Regions from separate parts of the Mus musculus genome. Here region 2 is linked to region 1. The links are chromatin contacts, called in public ChIA-PET maps. All regions are on one chromosome and are shown on one strand. Each heading gives the region's core, a stretch centred on a gene start, on an enhancer-like site or on the middle of the called end of the contact. The rest is flanking DNA. Distances are from core to core; before and after follow the strand shown. Region 1 holds the start of Purb (purine rich element binding protein B). Region 2 overlaps Ccm2 (cerebral cavernous malformation 2).

Region 1 (3,212 bases), core at 299-2,798:
TGCGCCCAGTTCCACTGTTCACAGACCCTAGGCCCCAGCCAAACTGCACAACTCACCATCTGGAGACATATGTTCCTCTGCCCAAAATAACCTACCCTATCTCCACCTGTTAACATCTATCCTCCAAGGATTACCCAATACATAGTACTGGGACAATGGGTTAGTCATTTGAAGGAAATTCCTTAGATTCTTTACTTCATCCCAGACATCATGATATATTTCAGATAAACATAGTCCTATACTTAAAAATCAAACCATAAAACCACTCAAAAATATGTCCTTACTAAAAAATTACAAGAGAAGACTCTAGGCTTAGATGCAAATGAAATTTCAGCGGAAACAAAATAACAAAGCTGGCCCATCAGGCAGAATACAGGCTAGAGGGGCGGTTAACTGCTCATCACACAAGCATTAAGACACAAGCTTGAAAACCTAGCAGCTGCATAAAAGAGCAGGGTGCAGCAGGGGGTGGGGGTGGGGGATCCCTAGGGCTCACTGACAGCCAGTTTAGATCAATTCAGTGAGCTCTAAGTTCAGCCAGAGACCCACTCACAAAAAATACGGTGGAGAGTAACACAAACACTCTATTTCCGGCCTCCACATACACGTACATGTATAGCCACACAGAAACAAATTTAAAACACTTTAGGGCTGGAGAGATGGCTCAGTGGGTAAGAGCACCCGACTGAAGGTCCAGAGTTCAAATCCCAGCAACCACATGGTGGCTCACAACCATCCGTAACAAGATCTGACTCCCTCTTCTGGTGTGTCTGAAGACAGCTTCAGTGTACTTACATATAATAATAAATAAATCTTTAAAAAAAAAAAAACAACACTTTAGAGGAACCTGGTTAACGAATATTAAACTGATGCAAGAACTCAAGTTTAAGCCAATATAGCTTAGTGAGATCCTATCATTAAAAACACCCAATTGTAAAAAAAAAAAAAACCCAAAAGTTATTTGTGTGAACTCCATTCAGGGAGTTTATAAAATAAGATGGTATTCTGGTTTCTTTGTTTTAGAAACACGGGCTTATTTACTGAAGGATTGCTAGATCCAATCGTTAGGAGTCCGACTTAATCAGTGTACTCGTCCCTGAGGATTAATAATCTAGTAGCATTAGTGAGAAGTAGGATCTCACTGGAGAAAACAGGTTACTGGGGTATGCTCTGGAAAGATCCCTAGCCCCTGGCCCTTTCCTGTCTCTCTGCTTTCCCAGGCGCCAGGAGGTGATTGGCTCCACTGTTGAATAATTCATGTGCTTCTCGGCAAAACGTTCTGCCTTCCCACAGCCCCAAAGCAACAGAGTCATCTAGTCACACACTAAACCCTCTGAAACCGGGAGCGTCAGTAAAGCATCAAGAAAGAGGACCCCAAAACCAGCGGACAGAAACATAGGCTCGCCCGGGGTAGCCGCAGAACGCCTTGCCGGCGCGGCCAGCGACGTCACCTCTGCGCCCCGCCGGCGTGGTGTGTGTGGGTCTTCCGGCCGGGAGGCGGCGGCGGGCGGGGCGGAGTGACGTCACGGGAGGCGCGCGCCGGAAGCGGGCCGTGCCGCACGGAAGCCGCGGGGGCGGGGCGCGGAGGCGATGGGGGGCGGCGGCGACCGGCGATGAGCGGCGGGCGCGCGTGAGGAGCCGGCGGGCGAGGCTGGGGGGCCCCGGAGCGCGAGCCGCAGGGCGGAGGGCGGGGGCGCGAGCGCAGCGGGCGGCGGCGGCGAGGCGGCGGCCGAGAAGATGGCGGACGGCGACAGCGGCAGCGAGCGCGGCGGTGGCGGCGGCGGCGGCGGCGGGCCCGGCGGCTTCCAGCCCGCGCCCCGCGGCGGCGGCGGCGGCGGTGGCGGGCCGGGCGGCGAGCAGGAGACGCAGGAGCTGGCCTCGAAGCGGCTGGACATCCAGAACAAGCGCTTCTACCTGGACGTGAAGCAGAACGCCAAGGGCCGCTTCCTCAAGATCGCCGAGGTGGGCGCGGGCGGCTCCAAGAGCCGCCTCACGCTGTCGATGGCGGTGGCCGCCGAGTTCCGCGACTCGCTGGGCGACTTCATCGAGCACTACGCGCAGCTGGGTCCCAGCAGCCCCGAGCAGCTGGCGGCGGGCGCCGAGGAGGGCGGCGGGCCGCGCCGCGCGCTCAAGAGCGAGTTCCTGGTGCGCGAGAACCGCAAGTACTACCTGGACCTCAAGGAGAACCAGCGCGGCCGCTTCCTGCGCATCCGCCAGACGGTGAACCGCGGCGGCGGCGGCTTCGGCGGGGGGCCCGGGCCCGGCGGCCTGCAGAGCGGCCAGACCATCGCGCTGCCCGCGCAGGGCCTCATCGAGTTCCGCGACGCGCTCGCCAAGCTCATCGACGACTACGGGGGCGACGAGGACGAGCTGGCCGGCGGCCCGGGAGGCGGCGCCGGCGGCCCCGGGGGCGGCCTGTACGGAGAGCTCCCGGAGGGCACCTCCATCACCGTGGACTCGAAGCGCTTCTTCTTCGACGTCGGCTGCAACAAGTACGGGGTGTTCCTGCGAGTGAGCGAGGTGAAGCCGTCCTACCGCAATGCCATCACCGTGCCCTTCAAGGCCTGGGGCAAGTTTGGAGGCGCCTTCTGTCGGTATGCAGATGAAATGAAAGAGATCCAGGAGCGACAGAGGGATAAGCTTTACGAGCGACGCGGCGGGGGCAGCGGTGGCGGCGACGAGTCGGAGGGTGAGGAAGTGGATGAGGATTGAAGCAGGCAGCTTCCCGTACCGGCCTCCCCCAACCCCACCACCATCCCCTTGGCTAGAGAGCGCCCTTTCCTTCTCGTCCCCAGTGAGCTAGTGGAGAGGGATCAGGGGAGGCCGCAGACGAAGAAAACAAAAAAAAAAATAAAATAATATAGTTAAGAGAAATAACCATAAGAAAACAGTCACAGACAATTAGAGAAAAGCAGTTAAGTTCCAAGGAACTGCCAGCAACCTGCAAAGAGGAGCAGCATCTCCTCACCTGCGCAAGAGTCTCAGCTTCTGTTGTTTAAAACCGAGGTTCGGAAATTCATCAGGAAAACACTGGAAGGGATAGATAGATCTTCGAGCGTCTGGGACCAAAACCACACCTGGGTTACCCAGACTCATGCATTGGGAATAGCTGAATTTGTGTTCTTCCTGGGTAATCTGGTCTTAGGATCCCTCCAGGCCTCACTACTATCAGCATCTATCCCTTCACCTCCATCGAAATCAGCATTTTGGAT
Region 2 (3,212 bases), core at 396-2,895, 93 kb before region 1:
AAAGAGCTGACTGAAGCTGTGTGCTGGGCAGGCTTTCTATCCGCTAGGTTCCATTCGAGCTGAATGGCCGGGAATCCGAGGTCAGTGCAGAATTTCTCAGCTGCATCAAGGAGAGCGCCACTTGACGGTAACCTGTCTGTGTTTTCCAAGACATTCCGGAAGCCTGGACATAAAAGGGGTTGTGGACTCACACCATCCCTAACAGGCTCCGACTCAGGAAGCTCAGGCTGGGGCTCTCCCACCCACTCCTATGCCAGCTGTCAGTAAATCCCAAGCCCTCCTCTCAATGTGGAGGGTGCCTACAAATCCATATTTAGTCAGCACTGGAGCCCCCCGAGTCACTGGACTCTGTCCTCTGCAGGGGCCTGACCCAGCTGGAGCCACCAACTAGGCTACTTCACCTTCACCGCTTCCTTCTTTCCAGTGGCCTTCTATGACCAACACCTCTCCTCTCCTCTCTGAGCTCACAGCTTCTATCATTTCATTAACTTACTTTCAGGGACATAACACAGCTTGAGTAGTCTTTTGGGCACAGGCAGGCCTGAGATATAAGGCCTCCAGCGTTAGGCTGAGCATCGGAGTCCTAAACAAGGGCCTGGAACAAGCGCCTGCTGTCATCTGTCTGCAAATCGGAGGAGACGAGGTTTCCCTGTTTTACACAATATCCATGACCTTCAAGACAGAGTAGTCTTCTGCTACACAGAGGATCAGAAACCAAAGCTAAGGACTGGGACTGGGTTTGGAGTTTTCATTATTAGATACATCCAGAAGCAAGACAGAGGGTAGGACACAGGCTAATGTATTTATGCAGAGCTGGCAATGAACTGTTTGGCAGGCGTGCCCTGTGGCCCATGGTGACTTACCTTCACCTCCTTCTCAATATAGTCGCTCAGCAGTCTGTCTGGCTCGACGCGCTCAGGTAACGCCAGCACCACAGTGTGCAGAGGGCGCCTCTCTGTCACCTTCTCATGGGCTTTCTTATCTCTACTCTTTTCACCTTTTAGGAATACTCGTTTAAATGGCGACACAATTCCAGGCTGCAGGCAGAAATGGCAATGATTGGAGTTCATTATTCACACATTTGTGTTGTACCTACCACTAACAAACAGAGTTAGCACCGTCGCCATGAAAATAGGACTGTGCACAGCAGCCTATGAGAAAGGACCAACATGAGGCTGAGGCATGGCTCTGGAGCCAGCTCAGACTCTGCACAAGGACAGACAGGCCTGTTAAGTGGCTGTCACACTCAGAAGGCAACTCACTGTCATTTGGGGAACAGTCCCCCAGAAGAGAGCCACACAGCAGAGTTCCAACTCCTGCCAGCTCTGTGAGCCATGTCATCTCAGCTCTGAGGTGCAAGTGGGACAGGGAGGGCTGCCACCCACAAGGCCTCTGTCTCAGCAGCCAAGGCCACATGAGCTCTAAGGAGCCCAGGCGCTAACTGAGCCCCAGGTTCTCATGCAGCCCCTTCCCTCAGGCAGGGCTCCAAGGCAGCCACTAACCTCACAGCCTCACCCCTGCTGGATGTGAGCTTAGTACCGAGGCTTTGAAGACTCGACCTGTAATCAAAATGAACTTGTGGGCCAGGGAGAGGGGAATCAAACCTAGTGCCTCCTAAACAACCGCAACAGAAGCTATCCCCCACTCTGTGGAAAGATGGCGCTGCCAGCCATTCTTTGTCACTCAGAGAAACACTTAAATACATCATCTACAGCATCAGCTCAGAGGCCAAAGACACGAGCAATGAAAGGAGGAGATGATACCCTAGCTGTTTTCTCTCTGCAAGAGACATCTCTCCTACACTCACCCACTATGTTCCTGGCAGCCAGGCAGCAGCTGGGAAACTACAGCAGGCTCAGCTCTGACCGTCCCTCCCCCCAAGCTAGTAACAAACAAAAAACGGAGAGAATAAGTTATCAGGCAAGACTCACATGGCCAAGGCTCCCAGGAGATGCCGCATGTGGCTACTTCCCAGCCTCACTCTTAGGCTCAGCTCTCAGCACCAGGCATGAAACCAACAATCAAATAAGACTCACCCAGCCTCAGAAAATTACCCTGACACCTTTCCTGTGCCTGTGCCTGTGCCCTCCTGCTGTGGACAGCTTCCCTGCCTCCTTAGCTTCACATCCTTGGTCCTTGTTATCTTGGTTTTATTCCATTGATCTACTAAGATGGGCACAGATCCAGGAGGCCCATCCGACAAGACAGCAGCATGAGTCTCGGTGTTAGAGCTGTGCACGCCCAGCCGTCATGCCTGCTGCTCTCCCCACAGGCTTTCCGCCAGGCTCAAGGCTCAACTCCTCTGTGGTGGTCTGAGCTATCCTGATTCTTTCCCATACAAGGATATGAGCTGAGCTATGGTCTCTAAAATGAGCTATGATTGTTGCATGTTCCATGTTCTCATGAACAATCCATGCGATAGCTACAGAGAGCTGAGCTGATTATATTTGATTATAATGGAAAACGGTGTCAGCAGTTATTTCCGTTACTGTTTTTACTCACAACAATCCATCTCCTCTTCAACGGCTGTCTTTACAGCCCAGCACCAAAGCCTCAGACTGTCTTCCACTCACACTAGATAATGACCCATGACCACCCACCCGACTCTGAATCCAAAGTAGGAAAAGATTGTGACCCACGGCCCTGTAAATATTAAAATATTCCACTCATGGGAGCTGATTCTATCACCAGGCATCTGCCTCTGTGACCTAGAATGGTCTGTCATTGACCCTGTAGTCCTATCTTGATCAGTACACACATACATACGCACACACACATGCATGCACGCACACATAAACGCTTGTGTTCACACATGCAGGGCAGTTTCCTGCACTCACTGCTGGTGTGGAAAAGAGAGAGAGATAAGATGACAGGAACTCCAGAGCTGTAGCTGAGTGTTGAGCACAGGCACTTCCGCTACTTTTTTGAGACGTCTCCAACAGCTCAGGCTAGCTTCAAACCCACTGTGTGGCTGAGGAGACGGAGCGTCAGTCCTGTCTCCTGGTCCCAAGGACTACGGCTAGGATTCCAACATGCACACCATCTGTTTTGTTTTGTTTTTCTGCAGTGCTAAGAATAGAACCCAGAGCTTAGCTGGCGTGGTGGCACACGCCTTTAATCCCAGCACTCAGGAGGCAGAGGCAGGTGGATTTCTGAGTTCGAGGTCAGCCTGGTCTACAGAGTGAGTTCCAGGACAGCCAGGGCTACACAGA

What was found. ChIA-PET counts read pairs in DNA pulled down with a chosen protein or histone mark.
Region 2: an RNA polymerase II ChIA-PET map of effector CD8 T cells shows a contact between it and region 1, with 443 read pairs. The contact joins the enhancer-like site here to the promoter of Purb in region 1. A contact is called at or near these places in 16 of 39 promoter capture datasets (the 3T3-L1 cell line, the C10 cell line, the HPC-7 cell line and 9 more), 17 of 484 Hi-C or Micro-C datasets (CD4 T cells, CD8 T cells, the MNK3 cell line and 11 more), 20 of 115 datasets of contacts at active chromatin or transcription factors (the 230-238 cell line, CD8 T cells, the HPC-7 cell line and 12 more) and 3 of 9 other capture datasets (adipose tissue, liver and pancreatic islet).

What each region holds. Positions count from the first base shown.
Region 1 is chr11:6,474,412-6,477,623 of GRCm38.p6, reverse strand. It overlaps Purb (purine rich element binding protein B), which reads left to right and starts at 1,548. Exons shown (of 1, transcript NM_011221.3): 1 at 1,548-3,212. The coding sequence starts at 1,738. The coding sequence ends at 2,712.
Region 2 is chr11:6,567,789-6,571,000 of GRCm38.p6, reverse strand. Ccm2 (cerebral cavernous malformation 2) reads right to left here. Exons shown (of 10, transcript NM_146014.3): 2 at 864-1,037. Among named protein-coding and RNA genes, the nearest start is that of Ccm2, 23 kb to the right of the region's middle. Within about 2 kb of position 1,645, at least 104 of the 459 cell types and tissues checked have an H3K27ac peak or open chromatin away from gene starts, as enhancers often do. A contact at or near this core is called in CD8 T cells, the N1E-115 cell line, the SCID.adh cell line and 13 more, where this site is marked.